Linked DNA regions of Mus musculus: all the other regions are linked to region 1. A link is a contact called in public Hi-C and promoter capture Hi-C data. All regions are on one chromosome and are shown on one strand. Each heading gives the region's core, a stretch centred on a gene start, on an enhancer-like site or on the middle of the called end of the contact. The rest is flanking DNA. Distances are from core to core; before and after follow the strand shown. Region 1 holds the start of Setd4 (SET domain containing 4). Region 2 holds the start of Dnajc28 (DnaJ heat shock protein family (Hsp40) member C28). Region 3 overlaps Itsn1 (intersectin 1 (SH3 domain protein 1A)). Region 4 holds the start of Rcan1 (regulator of calcineurin 1). Region 5 overlaps Itsn1 (intersectin 1 (SH3 domain protein 1A)). Region 6 holds the start of Donson (downstream neighbor of SON). Region 7 overlaps Mrps6 (mitochondrial ribosomal protein S6).

Region 1 (2,987 bases), core at 405-2,904:
CCCATTCTCCTGACTTTCCTCTGTATCCTCCTTATCCTGACCTTTTGGCCTTTTAACCTTTTTCCCCCCTTCATCTTCTCTGGAGACAGGGTTTCTCTGTGGAGCCCTCACTGTCTTGGGATTTGCTAGGTAGAGCAGGCTAGCATAGATCCACCTGCCTCTGCCTCCAGAGTGCTGGGGTTAAAGGCATGTGCCATCATACCGAGCCCTAACTTTTTTGTTTGTTTGTTTTTTTAACAGAAGTTTCTCTTGGATCGTTTCACTGACATTACTCAGTTATTCATACAAATCAAAGCCAAAACAGTACTTCTTTTAGAGTCATGCCAGATCAAACCCCTAGAAAATGATGCTCCCTGCCAGCAGGAACTAGGTAGACAGAAACAGTCGCCCCTATCCTTTGCATATAAAGGATCTGGAACAAACACCGCACCCCCCCCCCGCGACCCCCCCTCCCAATCAAGACCCTGAAATTGAATTCAAACGTAGCGATTCAGAGATTGCAGAAATAAAAAGTAGCTGATATTGTTAGCATCAGGACCTCCCAAACCTATGACATCACATAGGCGACAGCGCGACCTGCAGCATATTCCCAGCATCCACTTGGCTCACCTCCCACCTTTACCTTCATTACGTCATTTTCCATATAAATAAGGAGAACGCCCCCTCTGTCACTCCCTCTTTTCTCTTTCCGCCGCCACCTCGTCCCTCTCTCTCAATAAAACCTCTTCCACGTGGAACTGTTTTGGCCTAGTATGCTGTTAAGACGCGACCTGACATTCTAACACATCAGATATCTATCCCAGTGGCAGTGGTTGCAAAAACGTACAACAGGCGCTGTAGTGTCAGAACCCAGCTTTCTCATTCTGTCCCTTTCTCCCTTCCACATCCTTAGCTACAAAAACTCCAGCTTAAAGCATGAAATGTGCCTTTTCCTGACCTCTGGTCTTTATGTGACAAAGTCCCGTGCTTGGATCGCGACATGCAGAGCTAGAACTAGAAAACCCACTTCTTTGAGTAAAGCTTGCTCCTCGCTGTTTGAGGACGTCTAAATTCTCTCTCTCTCTCTCTTTTTATTTCTTCCCATAATCCTAATTCGTACTTTTACTCTGACCCTAACAGTTCCAGTAACAGTCTTGGGACAAGACAGAAATGCCTTCATAGTGGATAAGAGGAAAGGCGGGGGACAGGCTGTCTGGGAGAATGGACCGCCTGGGTCCTGGCAGCTGGAGGGCAGGGCAAGGTGGGGATCAGGTAAGCCAGTCTGGTGGAGGGGGCAGGAAGTCGGAGGAAGAAAGGACACGGTGAGGAAAGACTTCCCGTTGGCTATTTGGAGCATGGGTCAGCAGCTATGCTCATCGCGTTATGGCGTAGCTGTGGAGGCCTGGGAGTTGCGCATGCGCGTGCCAGAGGCGTAGGCTCGCCGCACCGCAGCCGCTTTCTCCGTAGCTGGTGGAGCGGTCTGCGTCCGTACCCCGGCTTCGCCGCGGTTTCTAAGGTAAGCAGGAGCACTTCCGGTGGGCCTGGCGTTGCCTGGGCAACGGGAGCGGGGTTCCGTTGGCTTTTTTGAGTTCTGTGTAGCTCCAGACCCCAATTTCCTCTGCGCGTGTGGAACCTCTCCCGGAACGGAAGTCAGGACCAGAGCGACTACTGCGCAGGCGTGGTGTGCGGCCAGCGGGCCTGGGTTGGTTCGCTGGTGCGGGTGGCATGGATTGATTGATGTCCGGTCCGTCCAGGACTGCGAGCCAGGACGGCGCTGTGGCGTGTGGCCATCACTGAGGCCCCGGTGGCAAGCAGGGGGCAGGGCTGCGGTGGAACTGCGCGTCCTTGTGCACCACACGTGGGCTCCAGGACGGACCTGGTGCCTGGCTCCAGACTGACTCGTAAAGCAAGTCTTGCTGCCGAGGTAGATTAAACTACCTGGGCGGCTTGGTGGGCGGTCCTTTCCTGCCCTCCTTTATTTTTAGAGTAGATTTTAAAATCATTTCCACTGGTTTGGCACATGTTAGATGGATGTCACTTTAGTACGGTACAGGGTAGGATGGAAGTAGTAAAGGCTGTTAAGAATGCTGGACGTGGTGGCGCACGCCTTTAATCCCAGCACTTGGGAGGCAGAGGCAGGCAGATTTCTGAGTTCAAGGCCAGCCTGGTCTACAGAGTGAGTTCCAGGACAGCCAGGGCTACACAGAGAAACCCTGTCTCGAAAAACCAAAAAAAAAAAAAAAAAAAAAAAAGAATGCTTTCATATAATGTTCTCTAGGGCGTTTTGTTACAGAGTCCTGGCATTCTTTTTACCCAGAGGCAGGACCCAAAGGGGTTTATCTTATGTATAAAGGTAAGTTGCCTACAGGTATGTCTACGCACCACACGCTTGCAGTGTATAGAGAGGCTAGAAGAGGACATTGGATCCCCAGGCAGTGGAGTTACACATACGGGTGCTAGGAACTGAACCCTGATCTGCAGGAGCCCCTTGCGCTCTTAACCCCGGAGCTATCTCTCCAGCTGCCCACTCCCCGCCCCTATCTTTTAAACTAGAATTTTCTTCAACTTTAGTGTTACTCAGTATTTCTTGTATGGTTTTAAATGTTAGCATGTATCTTCCAAGGACGCTTGCCTGTGTTTCTGTTGTTAGTTTCTACAGTTGGTCTACACTCTTGTCTGTTCCTGGATCTTTCCTTTTTGGCCTCTGAGAGGCTAATGTGGAATGGAGTCATTTTATGTCTTCCGGTCTCTCTGCCTTGTGCTCTCTTTAGTCTACTGCGAATGCCCATTTTAATCATTCTGACCTTTAGAGCTAAAAATCCACTTTACACCGAGTGGGGCTTATTTATTTTTTCTAAGACTTTTGAACTGATGGGTGCTTCATAATGACCGGGTATTTTTTGTATTAGTTATTATTTTATGTGCATAGATGTTTTGCCTTCGTTTTCTTCTGTGCACTGAGCTGTGTCTCCAGTCCCTGTGTGTTCTTCAGCACAGTTACGTAGCAC
Region 2 (3,052 bases), core at 39-2,538, 2.0 Mb after region 1:
CAGCCAAACTCCCACAATGCTTGGCTCTCATGATGGTCACAACAGAATACTATTTAGACACATTGAGTGTGAGCGGCTACTATATACACATTAGTTATTCAAGATTGAGATAGCCCAACCTGTAAAGACTCTACCTTCATTCAAGCTTGACCACCAGGATCCACACGACAGAAGCAGACAACCAACTCCACCAGTAGAGACCACAGCATACAAAACACGAAACTACACATACAAAACATAACCGGTGTAATAAGATTTTCAAAGCCAGATGTGGCACGCACCTTTCATCTCAGCGCTTGGGAGGCAGAGGCAAGTGGGTTCAAGGCCAGCCTGGTCTACAGAGTTTCAGACTAGACTGGCCTCAAACTCACAGAGATCCACCTGACTCTGCCTTTATATGCTGGGATTAAAAGTGTGCCGCTAATTTTTTTAAAACTGTATCTTTAGGATGGAGTGCGGTGACATGTCTTTAACCATTCAAGAGACAAGAGGCAGGGAATCCCAGCACTTGGGAGGCAGAAGCAGGTGGATTTCTGAGTTCAAGGCCAGCCTGGTCTACAGAGTGAGTTCCAGGACAGCCAGGGCTACACAGAGAAACCCTGTCTCAAAAAAACCAAATAATAATAATTAATAAAAATAAAATAATAAAGAATAAAATAAAACCAAAGACACATTTTTCCCTTCTTTTCCAACCCCTGGCTATGTGCGGTGCTCAATGGGGTGAGGTATCGTACAATACGCAGAGCCCTGACAGAACTTGCCTTGCATGCATAAGCCCTTGGTTTTATATCCCCAACATTCCATAAACAAGTAGCAATTTTACTGTGTAATCCCAGCACCTGGAAAACGGAAGCATGGAGGATGTGCAACCCAAAATCCCTCTTTACTACATAGCGAGTGTGAGGCCAGCCTGGGCTAAGGGAGACAGTGTCAAAAAACAAGAGCCATCCACCCAAACAAACTTGGCTGGGCCAGGCAGTGGTGGCGCACACCTTTAATCCAAACTTGGTTGAAGGAAAGACCATCTTTCTAGGCTTAAAGAAGCCTACTGACGGTGCAGGTGTCCCATAGAGGCAAACGGCCTAATCTTCCTCCATTTAAAACAATTTACTGAGGTCAGTGCTCTTCAAATTACATACACGTTGGGGTCACAAATCTATCACAAGCCATAACTCCTCTCCAGGCCCTAATGCCTCTACTCTGCACCTGCCGGAGAACTACATTTCCCACAATCCAAATCGGCCGAACCCTGCCCTCGAAAGCGGGTAGAGGCGGGGCCTATCGCCCCCGGCACAACAACAAGCGTCCAGGGGAGTCTGTCCTCTGTTCCGTGGGGGATGGTTTTATAAGAAAGAGATCGCTGTCCCTGGTGAGGGAAACTACCTGTCGTAGTAAGGTATGAAGAAAGGCTCTGCAGTGTAGCGCGGCAGAGGGTCCAGTAGCCGAGACAGGGACGGAGCGGGCCACGCGTGCTGCGCAAAGGCGCAGCTTGAGCTTCGAGCCGCTGAACCCCCATCACGTCTGTGAAGGTGAGTAGGGGGTGCAGCGGACCGACACTCTTCTGAGGCACCCCTCACCACGGTGAGCATAACCACCGGCATCCCAGACAACTCTAAAATCCACTGACCCCTATATTGTGACATCGGGCTACCATGACTTCTAAAACGCACCTTACATTCAAAGGATCAGTAATCCTCCAGTAAGTACTCCGTTGCCTTTCGTCAGTGTTCAGTATCTTTTTCCACAGGACCATGCGTTTTTAAATACAGCAAAAGCTCTCTCACCCTTTATCGCCCTTCCTTGCCCTGGCACCTAGCAAATAGCGAGGTGCAGACCTTAAAGTCGCTTGCATTCTTGATTCTCAGTCCCATCTGGTGTCCCACTGAGTACCGGTCTGTATGTTCCCTGTTTGATATGCAGCAAGTTAGATACTTGGAAATGGTGACGACCATTCTACACTGTATGCAAAACAAAACAACAACACAAATTGTGCTCAGGGAAATGTGTAATTTGCTGAGTATAGCTAAGCCAAGTGTGGGGCTTGGATGCTCTCCTTTAGTCCCAGCACTCAGGAGACAGAGGCAGGCTGACCTCTGTGAGTTCAAGTCCAGCCTGGTCTACATAATGAGTCCCAGGACAGCCAGGGCTATGTAGAGAGACCCTATCTCAAAAACAAACAAGCAAAAAGCAGTTAAGCTTTACTGTGCCCCAAACCTAACCATTTGCAGTACCTGGTAATGTAAGTTCTTTGGTTAACCTTAAGAGTTGCTTAACCTTCTGGACCCGTTTTCTTATAAAATGAGAAAATTAGGTTAGATGAGTTTTAACAACTTTCTAGATCTAAAATTCTGTGCATTGGATCCGGGCGGAGGTATGCATGTCTTTAATCCCAGAACATGGAAGGCAGGGGCAGGTGGATCTCTCTATGTTTGAAGCCAGCCTGGTCTCCAAAGTGAGTCCAGAACAACCAGAGCTACACAGAGAGAAACCCTGTCTTCAAGCAGTAGACTTCAGTTCCTGTCACACTATGTGATAGCCAAACATCACTGTCATTTTCTAGCTGCACCAAGAAAAGTCATAGATACTTATATATTCTTGTTTAGCAACATTGTTACAAAGAACTGACTTTCTTTTTTATATACATATGGTGTTTTGCCTACACTATGGCTGTGCACCATGTGTGTCCAATGCCTGAGTGGGCCAGAAGGAGTCAGACCCCCTGGAACCAGAGTGAGAGACATTTATTAGCTGCCATGTGGGTGCTGGGAACCACACCTCAACCCATTCTCTTGCCCCCAAGAACCAAAGCTTACTAAGGACATGGAACCCATACCCTTACCTGGTTATTGATGAAAAGAAAATGACTGATAGTACAAGTGTATCCAACTGCTCTTTGCTGTTTTGTAGATCACTGTTAAGAATTCCAGATACAATGATAAACACAGTGTGCATGAAGACCACTCGGATCTTGAGACTGCACCTAACAAACGCTTCCTTGATTCCTCCTGGTATAAAAATGCTTTCAGACCCCAGATCCAGGATGATATCAACC
Region 3 (3,113 bases), core at 224-2,723, 1.8 Mb after region 1:
CCTGTTCTTGCCTCACCTCTCAGGAACAACTCCAGCCGTGCTCGCTCACTCTAGGACCCCAGTGTTCCCATCCATGCTCAATTTTCACTGGTAGTGCCTTCCCTTTTAGTACAGCTTTCAATGGCACGAGTCTTAGTCAGGGTTGCCAGTGCTGTGAACAGACACCGTGACCATGCCAACACTTATAAAGGAAAACACCCAACTAGGACTGGCTGAGAGGTTCAGAGATTTCATCCATTATCAACATAGTGAGAAGCGTGACAGACACTGTGCTAGAGAAGGAGCTGAGAGTTCTAAATCTTGATTGGAAGGCAGCAGGTGACTAAGTGTAGCTTGAGCATATAAGACCTTAATGCCTGCCTCATAATGACACACTTCTTCCAACAAGGCCACACCTCCTAATAGTGCTGCTCCCTATGCCCAAGCATGGAAGCCCACCTATCTATGGGGGCATTTCTATTGAAACCACCAGACCACAGCACACGGAGACTCAAATCTCGGAGTCCACGTGCCTTTACCACACTTCCTCCCTAACACAGTGTACACCTTCCTGACACCAAAACCAGCTGCACTTATTCAGACTGTGACGAGACTGTTGTAGTCCTCCCTAAGACAACGCATTCAAGGCTACTATGAGCTCGCTAACATCACCATCCATTACCCACTGCGCTGGGAGTGGTCCTACAAACAGCAGAAAACACTGGGTCTTCGAGTAATTTGACTCAGGGTAAGAATAAGGTGAGAAGTCGCAGGAAGGAGCCTACGGCAGAGTGGTGGCTGGTGTATGGCTCAGGCTGGCAGCCAGGGTTTCGAGGTAGCAGTGCAAGAGATACAGACACCTGTGAAACACTAAGCTGAGGGTCCAGAAGGGCCTCAAAAGAACAGCAATGTTGACGAAACTGAAAGTCACCGAGCAGAAAAAGAGAAAGCAAATTCATTGTCAAAGAAAGAACTGCACCCAGGGTTAGGGGAAAAGAAGAATCGGGACATCTCTATTAAAAAATGGATCCTTTTTCCACTTTGCAGTCCCCTTTTGGAGGAGTCCAAAAGAAAACCAAACATGCAGCCGGGCGTGGTGGCGCACACCTTTGATCCCAGCACTTGGGAGGCAGAGGCAGGCAGATTTCTGAGTTGGAGGCCAGCCTGGTCTACAGAGTGAGTTCCAGGACAGCCAGGGCTACACAGAGAAACCCTGTCTCCAAAAACAAACAAAAAAAAAAAAGAAAGGAAGAAAGAAAGAAAGAAAGAAAGAAAGAAAGAAAGAAAGGAAGGAAGGAAGGAAGGAAGGAAGGAAGGAAGAAAGAAAGAAAGAAAGAAAGAAAGAAAGAAAGAAAGAAAGAAAGAAAACAAACCAAACATGCTTTAACCCATAGTTCTTGAACAATTAGCTGCAAGTACGTTCCAGTATCCAGTGCAAAGTCCCCCTGCACAGGCTGGCCAGCTTCAGGCTAGGTCACCTGTGCCATTGCTACACTGTTTGCTTGTGCTCCTCCTAGACTTTGCTCATGCATAGCTTTGTGTGTCCTCTCATAGACCCTTGTCCTACTAACCTAACAATCTTCCCAAGTTCATGCCTTCCCCTTAGAAAACCAGCCTTGTGGCCAACGGTCCCTAAAAGAAAGGCATATAGTGCTATGACTTGAGTTTATAATGTTCCTCATAGGCACTTGGAAACTTGACTAGCACTACAATGAGGTTTGTGAACCTTCAGGTGCCACTGTGCAAGCTTCCAAAGAAGGAAAACAGCCAACGGTCCTGCTCAACTATAGCACTCACAAGCCACAACCGTGACAGGAACTGGCACAATAACCACTAAGGACACAGAAGTGGCACAGACATGGGTGGGAACCAACAGCTCTCTGGCTGGATTTAAGAGTCACGAAACTGGAGGAAAGTCATGGCTGGTACTGGAAACCTAGCCAACTACCCAAAGCTAGTAACGTCACGGATCTCGGAGGAGAAGCCATAACGGCCTCTTATTAAAATCTAAATTAAACAGTCTAAATGTTTGTCCTTAAACCCATAGGTAAGTGTAGTCCTCACCCTCATCAAGGCAACTTCTCTCTGCAACAGAGGAAGACGATTACACACTTCATGCAATCAAATGCAGAGTTGTGGAGTCTAGTCCTAAGACAGCCATCTCCTGTAGAGTTCTGTCCATTACGGGCAACTCCAGGACCGTTGTGGAGGGGGAGGCGGAAAGACTGTATGAGTCAGAGGGTCAGGGAGTTTCTGTGAGATTGTGCCTCCTGGAAATGTCAGAGCTACACCCATGCAGTCTCACCAACAGGACTGCCTAAACATGAGCCAAGCAAGGACAACAACAACAATGCAAACTGTAAGGGAGGACGGCGGAGCCCTCGATCCTAAATAACTATGGCAACTAAGGAATTCAGAAGTGGGAGAAATCAGCTTCCCCAGGGAAGAGTTATCTGGTAACCCAGTGGTTAGCCCTGAAAACATACATGTAAATAACATTATACAGATTGAGCAGGTTGTATTTACATACTTAGGAACACACATACATGCACTAACAATTAATGAAAAAAGAAGCCATGATTTTCAAAGAGAGCAAGGAGAGGTATATGAGAGAAGAAGGAGAAAAGGGAAGGGGGAAATGTTATAATCTCAAAAAAAAAAAAAAAAGGCTGAGTTATCACAATGCAAAGGAACTATTCATACACAATGAGAAACACAGACTCTGAGAACTGAAGCACTGTGAAGTCAGGAGACAGAGCTGCAGCAGCCGAGTGCGAGCGTGTCCTTGAACACGGATGGAATGCTCTCCTTCCACCCGCTGACCTTTTCCCTTGGCTTCATGGGAGACAGCGCTATCTTTCTGAAGGCTGCCAATATTTAGCAACACTAGCCGAAAACGTCACTATTTCTGAGGAAAGAAAAGGGAAAATACCTAGTTTTAAAACAACAAAATATAGGAACCAAGCACTTACCAAATGCTGGTGCACTGGAAATAGCCACTGGTTGCTGTTTCATGACAGGGGGAAGTGTGGAGGGGAGCTGATATCCTTGTAGCTTCAGTTTGATAAGCTTCATGGCTATGGAAAATTCCACTTGATCCATCCTTCCATCGTTATTCATGTCCGCTAGCGCCC
Region 4 (2,840 bases), core at 85-2,584, 1.1 Mb after region 1:
GCCCCTCATATTGTGGTGACCCCCCCAACCAGAAAATTATTTTGTTGTTCTGCATCATAACTACAGTTTTGCTACTGTTCAATTGTTGTCTAAATGTCTGATATGTGGGAGATCTATACGCAAAACCCGTGACGGTTCTTGGACCTCCAAGGGGGTCAAGAGCCACAGGTTGAGACCCATTGCCCTCCTGCTACAAGGATTTGAATGAGAAATGTCTCCTGGGAAGTCTGCCATTTGAACACTGGTCCCCAGTTGGTAGTACTGTGTGGGGAGGTCTAGGGAGTTTGGCTTTCCTGGAGGAAGTGAGCCACCGGGGGCAGGCTTTGGTAGTAGAAACAGTTCACCTATCTAGTTTGTTTCTAGTTCCATGTCCCTGCTTCATGGTTGTGGCTGAGATTTGATCTCTCAGCATCTTGCCTCCGGCTGCCATACCTATTACTTAGCCACCACAATGGACACTTATCCCTCTGGGACGCTATATGGAACACTAAGAAACTCTTTTATAAATTGTTTGGTCGTGGTATTTTATCACAGTAACAGGAAAGTAATTGATACACATAGCTTTTTTTCTTTTTCTTGAGATACTAAAGCAGAAAGGGAAGTTTTTAGAGGAAAGAGAGGCAGCCAGCAGAATTGGAGAAAAGGCACGAGGGAGGGCGATGGGAGACAAAATACAGTGTTATCTGTGTATACACAAAATACACGATATATGTATGAAAATAATTATTGAAACCCACTCATTTTGTGCTAAAAAATGCTTCTAATTATCCAAAAATTGGACAGTAACATAATGACTAACACGTTGAACTATAAACATAAGGCCATATCACGATGTTACTCAAGTCTTATTTGTGATTCCGCGACAATATGCACTAAGTATCTAAGCACTGCTAACGTCTACGGAACAGAGCCTCTAACTAGATTTAGTTTAAGTCCTTAAAATTGGCTGCGTGTTTCCAAACGTCGCCGCGTGGGAACCGCAGAAGCTCTGCCTCCGGGTTACCGTTCCACAGGCTAACACCCGGCTTGTGTCCTTCAACAGGCACCGCCAGCTGTCAGAAAAGCAGAACTGGCCAGAGGCCTCTGCCCCTAACAAATATGGCCGCCCCAAGGCTTCAGGCTTAGGGCGGCAGAGTGGGTGTCACGTGACAAAAATCCCGTCGTATTATTGGTCTGCTCTATAGGAAGGGCGGGACTTGATGGCCCGAGTGGGCCGACCTTAAAGGGAACGTTCTTGGGCTCCGCGAGAGCTACGATTCGAGGCCGGCGAGCGCAGGCTGGCCGCCCCTCCCGCGCGGGGCGGAGGCGGACAGGGCGGGCACTGGAAGGCGGCGTCCCGGCGCCGCGGTGACCCCCAGAGGGTGAAGCGGGAGCCGGCGGCCGCGGCGCCGAGTGGAGCGGAGCTAAGGGAGCGCGCGCCGGGCATGGAGGACGGCGTGGCCGGGCCGCGGCTCGGAGAGGTGGCGGAGGCGGTCGAGGCACGGGCGCCCCGTAGGGTGACTCTGCGGCCCTTCGCGCCCTTCTCTGCGGCTGCCGAGGGGGACGGGGGCGGCGGCGGCGACTGGAGCTTCATCGACTGCGAGATGGAGGAGGTGGATCTGCAGGACCTGCCGAGCGCCACCATCGCCTGCCACCTGGACCCGCGCGTGTTCGTGGACGGCCTGTGCCGGGTGAGGACCGGGCCTCCGTCGGGGCGGAGGGCGGACACTTGTTGCGGGGCGCGGCCGGGGCGGGGACGGGCCGAAGCCCTGCTCCAGGGGTCTCAGACACTGGAGACGAGCTTTCTTTTGCACAGCCTACATAGTCCAGGTCGTGTTCTACGGGATCATTGAAGATCAGAAATCAATTCCTCCTCCCAAGTACCATGATTGGTTACTCAGACCTGCCCCATCTCCTTCCCAGGGTGTCAAATTTGTGTGGATTTGGGCGAGGAAGGAACAATTCCTAATGTACTCAGTGACCCTGATGGTGGCATGTCGCTCCTTTAAGGGTGAACTAAATATCCTAAAGGCTTAGGAAAGACTTTCCCCCCAACCGCATTCAACCAAAACTGGCCAATCAACCGCAAGATAATGAGCAGCCAGGATCCTCACCCAAACACTGGCTTTTCTTCCAATAGTGCAGATTGAGAACGCAGAGCGTAGTCTATTTATGAACGGTGAGTCACGTCTGTTTTCTCCGTCCTCCCAATGAATGAGCTGCACCCTTCCTTTGACAGTAAATGCAGGGCAGGGGCTAAACCCCAACGGACCATGAACAGTTCCCTTGGCCACTTCAGGTGATAATTCATCGAGCACTTGCCCTAAAGGCAAAAATGCAATTTGATTCTCTGCTGTATCTTCCGATCCCAGAACAGCCTCACAACAGAATCTTAATAAATGTGGAAATGAGTGACTGGCCAAGTGGGCAGAGCCTTAGACAATGCTGTTCCAGGATACTAGGCACCCAGACAAATGCAGTCTCACTCTGAACTGATCTTGCTTCAGACAGAAAAAGAGAGCCTGAGATCCCTAAAAGAGGTTTGAAGTGCTGGCGAGAGCTCAACCGGCAGAGAGCGATGAGAAAAGCCCCGAGCTGTGACAATTGTTGCTCTCTCTACACAGGATGTCCTGAAGCGTGTGCATAGCCATTGTAAATCCTCTCTGAAAGTAAATGGCCGTATAAATTATAAATAACCAAGACACAGTGGTGTCTCTCTTGGCAGCGACCTTCAGCTCCACTTCATTGACATGTGGACTCAGTGCCAAGGGCTGAAAGCTTTGCTGACATGTTTGATTGAGGGAAACAGAAAAGGTAAATATCAGCGGTAGCAGAAGGCGACGACGGTGCTCTAGGGAGAA
Region 5 (3,004 bases), core at 426-2,925, 1.8 Mb after region 1:
AGGAGAGCCCCCCGCCCCTTGCTGGTAGGAGGGCCAGTTATGCCAGCTGCTAAGGAAAGCAATCTGACAGCTCCGAAGCAAAAGTAGAAAGTCACTGCACCAATGATTCATCACCCATTAATCTGCCTAAAAAAAACCCAAAGCTAAATGATGTCAATTGACAGTCGCCATGGTGTCATTACAAACCAAAAGCATTTCTTTATTATTTGTGCCTGTGCGCACACACGTGTGCACGGGCTTCAGCACATATGTGGGGGGCAGAGTGCACCAGTCAGTTCTCTCCTTCTACCTGATAGGTGCCAAGGACTGAATTCAGGTCATCGCGCATGACAGCTGGCTCCGTTACCACAGAACCATTGCCAGCTCTTGAAGTCAGCACAGAGGCACACACCAGTAACTCAGCACTTGGCATATAAAGGCAGAACTGAGGGTTCAGGGGTTACGCAAGAAAACCCTGTCTCAAACACAGAAAGAGTAAGGGCAGGCAAGAGTCTGGTTATACGTTCAACATCATAGAATAGGTTACGTCCGCCACATAATCAAAAAGTGCTCACCAAGAGCAAATTTTTACGTGGTGCATAGTTTTAGAAAACACAGAAAAAAAGCAAAACTAAGAGAAGTTGGGTAGGTTATAAATATCCATTAACAATCCAAAGCTTGAATAATGACTGTTTCTGCTTCCATGTCACTACATAAACCAAGAGAGCCCTGTGGACTCCTAAGCTGCCTAAGACCTCCCTAAGGCCCACTGGGGGGATCCATCCTGGCTAAAAAGGAGAAGCAGCAGCACAAGACTAACCTACAGCAGAGAGGGGCTGGGAGCGCAGGGCAGCGAGGTGGGGCACACTGTTAGCCCTGTGTGCCCGGATTTCAATCAGTGTCAATCAGGTGTGGCAGGTAAAGCCCCACAGCCCCACGCCTCGCATAAAGAACATAAGTGTGTGGGGGGGATGAAAGAATGCAGGGTTCTTTTTATTTATTTTGGTTTTCAGAGATTAAAGGTGAGTGCCACAATGCTCAGCCAGTAAGACTCCTTGTCAGTCAAAGAAGGCATCCTAGGGAAGTCCTGCCATAAGCCACCACCCCTGCAGCAGAAGAGGGGAGATAAGATCTCTCTATGGGCTTAGACTTGAGATCCTAGCACAGCCTCCCAGGGGTGGGAGAGCAGGCCCTGCCCACAAGCTAGCGTCTTCTAATACACTACAGAAACTCCAGGGAACCAAAGGTACAAAACCACTCCCTTTTATTCCTCTCAGAAAATCAAGTGAAATCACTTAAAAACAGGCACCAAGCACCATCTAACAAACAGCTGATTCATAGGGCTTACTTGATAATTCACCCATAGTTAAACAATTTTTCATGAAAACAGATTAATGGTTACAATTAAGCTTTCTATTGAGAACATCTGAAATCCCATTTTTCATTTCCTTCCTTTGACTACTATAAGAGGCAACACACAGAAATCTCGCAAAACAAAAGTTCTTCTGATGACTATTTAAAGGGAACAGAACCGGACCCCGACCGGTGCAGATGCGCCATCTGTGCTCCGTTTCAGCCAAGTGGCTCGCACTTAAGTGCATGCCGCAGGGGAAAGCGCACCTTTGCAATGGCACCGGTGCTGGCAACAGCCGGAGCTGTCCTCAGTGGCACACACCGACCGCTCCATTTCACAACAGTTAGGATGACAGCAAGGGCAGGTGACAGCGGCAGCAGCTTAACATTACCAGTGACCGAGTGTCCCAGCTCCTGTTCTCTAAGCTTCACATATTGATCTATAAACTGCAGGAGCTACAAGAATTAAACACAAGTGGTTCTGAACCCAGGGGTTCCTAGTCCTGACAAAGTCTCTTCTGACCAAACTTTAGCCAGGCCTTTGTTTGTTTGTTTGTTTGTTTTCCGAGACAGGGTTTCTCTGTGTAGCCCTGGCTGTCCTGGAACTCACTTTGTAGACCAGGCTGGCCTCGAACTCAGAAATCTGCCTGCCTCTGCCTCCCAAAGTGCTGGGATTAAAGGTGTGCGCCACCACGCCCGGCTAGCCAGGCCTCTCTCTTTAAGCAAGCCTTCCTCGCAACTACGCCTACCGCCCTCTGCTGCTTAAGGTGTCCAGTCTATGCCCAAGCAGACTGGTACAGTAAGTTCTGAAGGAATCATCTTTCCTACCCTCAGTGTCTTCTCTTAGTAATTCTCTCACCCTACTTACTCCGCACACAGCTATAAATTTCCACCTGTCCTCACTGAATTTGGAGCAGAGGCTGCTTTCTCTTTCTCCTTTCAATAGTCTCGAGAATAAAGCCTCTCCTTCCATTGTAACAAACTTCAGAATAATTTTTCTTTAACAATGGTAACTGAGTGAGAGGCTTTTGTCTGTTGGAGTCAGGGTCTCCGTTTAGCTCCGGAGCTCACTATGTGAAGAAGACTGGCCCGGAAGTCACTGAGATCCGCCTGCCTCTGCCTCTGGAGTGCTTGCTGGGAGTAAAGGCGTGTACAAGTACACCCAGCTAACTATGAGTTTTAACAGAAGTAAAACACCTGGACCCCTACTTTATGCAGAGTAAAAAGCTCCAAATGTCAGCTTCTGTTGTTAAATTATCACCCTGCAATTGTAACAAAAACCCTCAAACTGACAGATCTCAGCTTTAATCGATTACTGTGCTCACCACATGAAGATTATCACGATGAGCATAAAGATCCAAAGAACGGTCATGCTCAGGTCAAGAGACACGCTGGCCTCCCAGTGCTTCACGGAGCAGCAAGGTCCGAGCAGAGAGACAGGCAGCAGTGAAGAAAGGGCACCAGCCAAGCCGCTTTCTACATAGAGGGGGGATTAAAGCACCCAAAGGTGCTGACATCGTGGAGACAGACCTCCCATGAGTCTCGGTGGTGAGGAGGCCACTCAGACTGAACAAGATCCTCGGGCAGATTTACATTTTCAAGGGCCAGAGCCATGTGTGGCTAGTGCTGTAGTCACTGACAAGATGTCTGCGGTCCACTAAGTAAGCTTCTC
Region 6 (3,070 bases), core at 306-2,805, 1.9 Mb after region 1:
ATTCAAGGCACTTGGAAGGCTAAGAGTCATGAGTCTGAGGCCATACTGGGCTAGCTAACAAGACAAACCCAGTTTTAAAAAAGAAAGAAAAGGGGGGAAATTACTACTTCTTTAAGCCACAGAAATATTAATGAATGCATTTGTAATTTCTGTTTGGATTTTTCTTTTTAAGATAGCTATCTAGCTCAGGCTGGCTGACCAGCAACTTGCAGAGGTTCACCTGCCTCTGCCTCGCCAGTGCTGGGATTAAAGGCTCGAGCTGCTTGTGTTAGATAAAGGAAAATAAGCAAATGTGTGGTCTACTGCATCCTGCGTGCTGTGCTCCTCTGTGCCTGTGCCTGACATCTCGAATCATTTCCCTCCTCAGGCCTCTGCTCGATGAGCCCATCCCACTGTATGAGGCAAAGGTTTCCATGGAAGTTGTTCAGAAAAATCAAGAAAGAAAAAAGCAAGTCGTTCAATTTTAATTCTCTTCCCTGATCTCAGTCGGATGCACCCACACCAGTGGGGGAAGCCAGTTTTCTTTGGAAATTGTTGAGAAAAACCAAGGACGATAAAGCAAGATTTTATATTTTTAAGCCTGTTTTCCTGCCACAGTAAGATGTTTGGTTATTTGACATATTTGAAAAATACTTCCAAAATTAATGTGCAAACAATCCAGATAATTTTTTTACCATCTGAAGGGGACATTCCAAAAGCTTCTTTTAGTTATTGTATCTGTACACTTTGCCTCTGCTATAAAATTCTTTCCATTAAGAAAACTGCTTTCAGCAAAAGCTACACTATTCTAGCAAATACATCTGTCACATGCTTTTGCTATACCAAACGTCATTTGATTTTGTTATCAACTTCATTCTCAACACCTTCCTTAACAAACCGTTGATGCCATTATTTTAGCATTTGTACTTTCCGACTTCAAAGTATCTAATCCACTGGCATTTAAAATGTTTTTAAATATTCATTCACTCTGAATTTCTCCGAGATCATACGGAATCATAGTACCTGGTCCTGTAGTAGTGACGGCATTTGCATAGAGGGCTGCGGTGGTCGGGCACTGGGGACAAGGGTGGAAGAGTTGGCCTGCGGCTAGCCTGAAGCTGGCGGACATTTCCCCCTCGTGGGTACTGTGTTGAGCTCGGCCCATCACCGTCTCTCTCAGAATGATATTGCGGCTTCTCACGGAGAGAAGTAACTGCCCATCACCACCAATCAATGTGTTGTTTGCTGTGCATTCATGCTCCGTACCCGGGGCTGACACTACGCCCGCTGCCGAGTTGGTACTGTTAATCCCTTTTCCGAGCCCTACCGGGTGCCGCGCGCCGCCGTCGCGTTCTCAGCGACGCCGACCTCGCAGCAGGAGAGCCGCGAGCTGCGCGCGCCCGGCCGGAAGCGGCCACCGGGAAATCTGTTGGGCGGGGCGGCACGGCCTGGCACGCATGCTCCGTCGGGGCGGGCCCGTGGCGGGGCGGGGCCTCAGGAGCCTCCAGTCCGTGAGCAGCGCGGGGTCTGGGCGGGGCCGGGGCGCGCGGGAAGCCCCGGCAGGGCTGCGGAGCTGCCTCGGTGCTGCGCAATGGCTGTCTCGGTGCCCGGCTACTCGCCTAGCTTCAAGAGGCCGCCTGAGACCGTGCGGCTCCGCCGGAAAAGGTCTCGGGACCATGGTGCCGCCGTGCCCGCCTCACTGCCGGAGCCCGCGCCCCGCCGCGCCGCGCTGGCGGCTGGGCTGCCCTTGCGCCCCTTCCCGACCGCCGGCGGCAGAGGAGGCGCCGCCGCGACCATCGCCCGCAGGAACCCTTTCGCTCGCCTGGACAACCGGCCGCGAGTCTCGGACGAGGCCAGCGAAGAGCCGCTCCGCGGTCCTCAGGGGGCGTCGGGCCCGGTGAGTCTCCGCGTCCCGCAGCCGGGCGTCAGGGGTGGGAATGGGCGCGAACAGCCGCCGCAGGCTGATGTCCTGAGCTGGGGCGGGGGAGGGGGTGGCTGCCCTCTCCTGTAAGAAGGACTTAGGGATGGATACCCAGGAAGGTGGCTCGAATAGTCCTCCGAACTGTGATGGAAAGCCACAGAATCTGCCTTCTCACCATCCTTTCAAGACCTTTTTCTCAGGCACTTGAAATTACTGTGGACTGTTGAAGATAAATCGGGTCAGAATTTACAAATGTTGGTTTTACTCATAAAGCTTTTTTGGAACTTTTGGTCTAAGATTTTTGTATCAGTTATTAAATGCGTCAAAGTCTGGCCTTTCCTCCCGTTTAGATAAGTTCAGGCACAAATCTGCAATGAAACATGGTACTGTATGGATGTGAGCTCCCACTCACTCTCCTGAGAACCTGGTGTGCCAGGTGAGCCCTTACATAGTTCACATTCCCTCATCGCTTAGGTTTTAAAAGGACCACTCTTTTCTTAACCTCAGCTTCTAGATTCTAATGAAGAAAATAACTTGCTGTGGGAGGACACATCATCTCATGAAAGAACTGGCACGGAACTGTCCCAGGTACTTTTAAAAATTACATTTCTAGTTTGTGCCACAATTGTGTGTGTAGAGGCCAGTCCCTCCACTGTGTGAGTAGAAGGATTGGACTCAGGTTGTCAGGCAGGCCAGAAGCAAGTGCCTCTACCTTCTGAGCCATCTCAATGGCTCACTCTAGGAAATACTTTCAAAGGGCTGAATATAATGTATATTCTAATAAACATACTTCTCAAAAGCTTTTCTCTTGAAAAAATGAGTTCCAGGAATGAATTCAAAGTCTGGGACTGAACCTCAGTTTGTAAAATGCTTGCCTAATGTTCAAAGACCTCAGGGCTGGATCCCCAGGAATTCCATGAATTACATGGGACATGATGCTGTACACTTAGAGCTGTCTCACTGGAGTGAAGGAGGGATTGCCAGGCCTTTGATAGCATCCTCAGATGCAGAGACAGTTGAGGCCAGCCTGGGACACATGAGAACCTTCTCTGAGAAGAAAAGAGAAACTTGAGAGTGATTATTTCTATACAGGTGTTTTGATACTAGACATGGGCTCTGGTGGCCAAAGCCTGCTTTGTGCTGGGGATCAAGCTCAACACTTCCCACAAG
Region 7 (2,940 bases), core at 419-2,918, 1.5 Mb after region 1:
AATAAGATACAATTTAAAACCAGAGTTAGCCCTCAAAGCCCTCCCACAGTCAGGCACTTCCTCCAGCAACGCTGCATTTCCTAAACGTTCTTATAGCATCAACTTGACACTCAGTACTTAAATACAGGAGCCTATGTGGGACATTTCTCATTTGGGCCACCACACCACTGGAATGGCTTCTTGGGGCCACACGCAATGTGTGTCTTTACTCAATGAAGGAGGTAACGCCTTGTGATGGCTATGGGCGCTACACAACAACCTCCCCACACTCTCTCTCCAAGGCTTAATTCCATTTATTTTGACCCAACACATACACACAAACTAAAGGGTTGTAACCACCCAATTTATGAATTGTTCACTTGTTCAACCCTAAATCGTGATTACTTACCTTAAGCAGGTTAGGAAGCAGAGTCTAGAATGTTCCGTGGGAACTGTCTTAAACCACCTCCTCCATGCTAATGGCCAGTATCTTTTACTCATTTATTTCACTCTGGCTACTTGGTGGTGGGTGGAGTGCTTTAATCCAACACAGTCCCCAGCATTTTTTTCCTTCCTATTGTCCATTCATTCTTTTACTGGGTATTTACCAAAATATTCTTCCAAACCACACCATACTCTCTAAGAGGCCTTATTGATTTATTTATTGATTTATTCATCTATACTTTGCTTACTGTCTCCTGCTTCTGTCCATGCACAGCCCTGCGCTGGCAGGGGACAAGGAGGGACAGATTCAGTTCCGGCATCCTAGCCCGGAATGCGTCAGCACTACTGCCAGCCCTGTGGTGCCCCAAGCCTCCCTCTGTAAGTGCTAAGTTCTACCCTTCCTACAGTCCAGAGTCAACTTATTTAAACACCAGTTCTGAGCCAGCCTCGGTTTTCACTACAGTAAACAGTAGGCAGTGCTTTCTTCCACTTCCACCCAACTGCCTCACGGATCCCTCAAGCACACCTATGGGCAGAAAGATTTTGACGGTGTAAGGAAAAGCGAGCTTACAGATGCCAAGAGCCGCCTTAGCCGCCTTCCAGGCTGCCGTCTTCCTGGTCACTGCGTACCAACCCATCCAAACGCACACACAAAGCTTTCAGTAGCATTCTGCCGTAAGAGCAAAAGGAACGCCCGGGATGGAAGCGCAGAGCAGAGGTTCCAGAAACCTCCCAGTGCAGACCTTGAAAAGACGAGTCTTAATGCATTTTAATTTCCAAAATGTCTTCATGTCTTCAAGGAGGGCAGTTGGAACCTTGTGTGTCAGCTGAGGAAATGAAGAAGGGGCCATGAAGCTGAGTGTCGTTCTTGCCCGGCATCCTTTTCTAGTCTCTCTCAACATCACAATTCAATGTCAACAAGCACAGAGACTCAGGAGGCTTCTATGGCCTCCTTAACTCACCCCGCTGCCATGTGTGTGCGCGTGCGTGCCCTGCAGTGAGGGTCACACAGATCAGGCCTTTCCACTCCCACACACATGAAGCTGCTGACAACTTTGGGACCAAAAGACTTACAGAATTATAGGCTGTAACCGATAGGTAGGAAGGTATAGCCCAATCCCTTTCACTTGAGGAAATGGCAACCAGAAAGGGAACTAACTGGTCTACTTTCCCACAGTGTCCTGTGGAGGGAAGCCAGGGCCCTAGACTGCAGCTCCTCCCTTGCTACACAGTACTGGCACTCTGGAGGCTTCTCAAGGAAAACCGCAGGCTTGGAGCTTTCCAGAATCAGCTGCTTCTCCGCCTCTAGGTGTCTCCATTGCTACCAACCCTGTGACCTTTACCCTTTAACTTACTTCCACCAGTCTTCCAGGCCATTGGCAACCAAACCCAAACAAGAGCTCTGGCCAAACTGCAAGCGGGTTTGTGCCCACAACCTCAGCATGTGACTACCATTTCAAGCTTATCACTTTGCTGATCTGTGCCTGGGGCTGATGTGGGCAAAGACTGTTTCTACTCCCCAGGCTCCTCATTACACCATGGAAATTTCCATGAAAAGGAAACACCCAACAGAGAAGGGGAAAGTAGCTCAGAGATGGGCAGATAGATACACTGCATCCACCTCTCCTTGAAAGCCAAACCATCACCACCATCTCCTCTTTCTACTCCTTGAGGTCCAGGCATACTCAACCTGTGTGTTTGAGTGGCCCAGTCTATCCATGGCTTCTTACACACAAAAAAACAGCTGCAAGGTTCCTGGTTGCTTCCACAGTATCCTTTTCTTTCTTAACTACTTATCTAAATAAGCTTAGGCAAGTGTGCATTGCAGACAAACCTCAGAAGGCTGAAGCAACCAGATGCACAGGCGACAGCCTCTTAGAACAGTCCTTTGGCCAGCTGACATTTTAAAAATCACCAAAGTTTGGTGCTATTAGTCCAGGCTTCTACAACTTCCATAAGATCCTTCCAGGCTACTACCATCCACACTCAGCTGTGGGCCCAGACAACAGAGCACTGAGAGACACCATCCCAGCCCCCAGTTACAACTGTGCCTCCTACACCCTTGGATGATGGAGAGTTTCAGAAGGCAGCACACTGTCTTTCTCCTGACAGCCTATGAAGGCATAAAGCTGAGACCTGTGCCAAGAAGGCAGTTCTGCTATCAGCGCCCTACAACCTCCTGCAGGCTCCATAGGCTGCAGATCCAGAGAAGGAGACATGAATAAGGCTAAAGAGAGACCAGGGTGTCCAGGGGATTGGGAATGTACCTCACTCACTTTTAGGACTGCAGCCCCGCAATGGAACAACTACTGAGCACAGCGACTTAGGCAGAAGCAAAGTGCGGAGGGTATTGGTGTGTGGACCTCTCTCATCTCCATCCTGTCACTGTGAGTTTCTCACTCATGGCAGAACCACTTACAACTGTGACTCCCCTGCAACTGCCCGACAGGCCTGAAAGAGGACATCCCAATCAAAGAGTGACAGCAAAGCACTCCAATCAGTTTCCATTTCCCATTT

Evidence for each region. Promoter capture Hi-C pulls out the DNA fragments that hold promoters and counts their contacts. Hi-C and Micro-C count contacts between places; a contact is called where the count stands out from the background.
Region 2: a contact with region 1 is called in a promoter capture Hi-C map of pre-B cells, with 5 times the contacts expected there. The contact joins the promoter of Dnajc28 here to the promoter of Setd4 in region 1. A contact is called at or near these places in 3 of 39 promoter capture datasets (the 3T3-L1 cell line, liver and pre-B cells).
Region 3: a contact with region 1 is called in a Hi-C map of liver, with 4 times the contacts expected there. The contact joins the enhancer-like site here to the promoter of Setd4 in region 1. A contact is called at or near these places in 2 of 39 promoter capture datasets (hippocampal neurons and liver), 1 of 484 Hi-C or Micro-C datasets (liver), 1 of 115 datasets of contacts at active chromatin or transcription factors (embryonic forebrain) and 3 of 9 other capture datasets (adipose tissue, liver and macrophages).
Region 4: a promoter capture Hi-C map of embryonic stem cells shows a contact between it and region 1, with 5 times the contacts expected there. The contact joins the promoter of Rcan1 here to the promoter of Setd4 in region 1. A contact is called at or near these places in 10 of 39 promoter capture datasets (the C10 cell line, the HPC-7 cell line, cranial neural crest and 7 more), 5 of 484 Hi-C or Micro-C datasets (CD4 T cells, bone marrow-derived macrophages, muscle stem cells and 1 more), 20 of 115 datasets of contacts at active chromatin or transcription factors (SST interneurons, Th17 cells, astrocytes and 13 more) and 4 of 9 other capture datasets (adipose tissue, embryonic stem cells, liver and 1 more).
Region 5: a promoter capture Hi-C map of liver shows a contact between it and region 1, with 4 times the contacts expected there. The contact joins the enhancer-like site here to the promoter of Setd4 in region 1. A contact is called at or near these places in 4 of 39 promoter capture datasets (embryonic stem cells, hippocampal neurons and liver) and 2 of 9 other capture datasets (adipose tissue and macrophages).
Region 6: a promoter capture Hi-C map of hippocampal neurons shows a contact between it and region 1, with 4 times the contacts expected there. The contact joins the promoter of Donson here to the promoter of Setd4 in region 1. A contact is called at or near these places in 5 of 39 promoter capture datasets (the 3T3-L1 cell line, cranial neural crest, embryonic stem cells and 2 more), 1 of 115 datasets of contacts at active chromatin or transcription factors (astrocytes) and 1 of 9 other capture datasets (liver).
Region 7: a contact with region 1 is called in a promoter capture Hi-C map of hippocampal neurons, with 4 times the contacts expected there. The contact joins the enhancer-like site here to the promoter of Setd4 in region 1. A contact is called at or near these places in 2 of 39 promoter capture datasets (embryonic stem cells and hippocampal neurons), 3 of 115 datasets of contacts at active chromatin or transcription factors (astrocytes, embryonic stem cells and forebrain) and 2 of 9 other capture datasets (embryonic stem cells and macrophages).

Annotation. Positions count from the first base shown.
Region 1 is chr16:93,602,482-93,605,468 of GRCm38.p6, reverse strand. Setd4 (SET domain containing 4) reads left to right here and starts at 1,654. Exons shown (of 12, transcript NM_145482.3): 1 at 1,654-1,903; 2 at 2,258-2,332.
Region 2 is chr16:91,617,235-91,620,286 of GRCm38.p6, reverse strand. It overlaps Dnajc28 (DnaJ heat shock protein family (Hsp40) member C28), which reads left to right and starts at 1,288. Exons shown (of 2, transcript NM_138664.2): 1 at 1,288-1,529; 2 at 2,908-3,052. The coding sequence starts at 2,933.
Region 3 is chr16:91,793,606-91,796,718 of GRCm38.p6, reverse strand. Itsn1 (intersectin 1 (SH3 domain protein 1A)) reads right to left here. Exons shown (of 39, transcript NM_010587.2): 5 at 2,952-3,112. Among named protein-coding and RNA genes, the nearest start is that of Itsn1, 66 kb to the right of the region's middle. Within about 2 kb of position 1,473, at least 30 of the 459 cell types and tissues checked have an H3K27ac peak or open chromatin away from gene starts, as enhancers often do. A contact at or near this core is called in liver, where this site is marked.
Region 4 is chr16:92,464,663-92,467,502 of GRCm38.p6, reverse strand. Rcan1 (regulator of calcineurin 1) reads left to right here and starts at 1,334. Exons shown (of 4, transcript NM_001081549.2): 1 at 1,334-1,670. The coding sequence starts at 1,425. It overlaps Gm46555 (a long non-coding RNA gene), which reads right to left. Exons shown (of 4, transcript XR_003951847.1): 4 at 1,669-2,840.
Region 5 is chr16:91,764,657-91,767,660 of GRCm38.p6, reverse strand. All of the region lies in intron 1 of Itsn1 (intersectin 1 (SH3 domain protein 1A)), which reads right to left. Among named protein-coding and RNA genes, the nearest start is that of Itsn1, 37 kb to the right of the region's middle. Within about 2 kb of position 1,675, at least 32 of the 459 cell types and tissues checked have an H3K27ac peak or open chromatin away from gene starts, as enhancers often do. A contact at or near this core is called in embryonic stem cells and liver, where this site is marked.
Region 6 is chr16:91,687,213-91,690,282 of GRCm38.p6, reverse strand. It overlaps Donson (downstream neighbor of SON), which reads left to right and starts at 1,555. Exons shown (of 10, transcript NM_021720.1): 1 at 1,555-1,876; 2 at 2,408-2,488. The coding sequence starts at 1,571. Cryzl1 (crystallin, zeta (quinone reductase)-like 1) reads left to right here. Exons shown (of 13, transcript NM_133679.2): 13 at 368-961. The coding sequence ends at 467. It overlaps Gm10785 (predicted gene 10785), which reads right to left and starts at 1,385. Exons shown (of 6, transcript NR_040389.1): 1 at 1,003-1,385.
Region 7 is chr16:92,104,694-92,107,633 of GRCm38.p6, reverse strand. All of the region lies in intron 2 of Mrps6 (mitochondrial ribosomal protein S6), which reads right to left. Among named protein-coding and RNA genes, the nearest start is that of Gm41496, 20 kb to the left of the region's middle. Within about 2 kb of position 1,668, at least 60 of the 459 cell types and tissues checked have an H3K27ac peak or open chromatin away from gene starts, as enhancers often do. A contact at or near this core is called in hippocampal neurons, where this site is marked.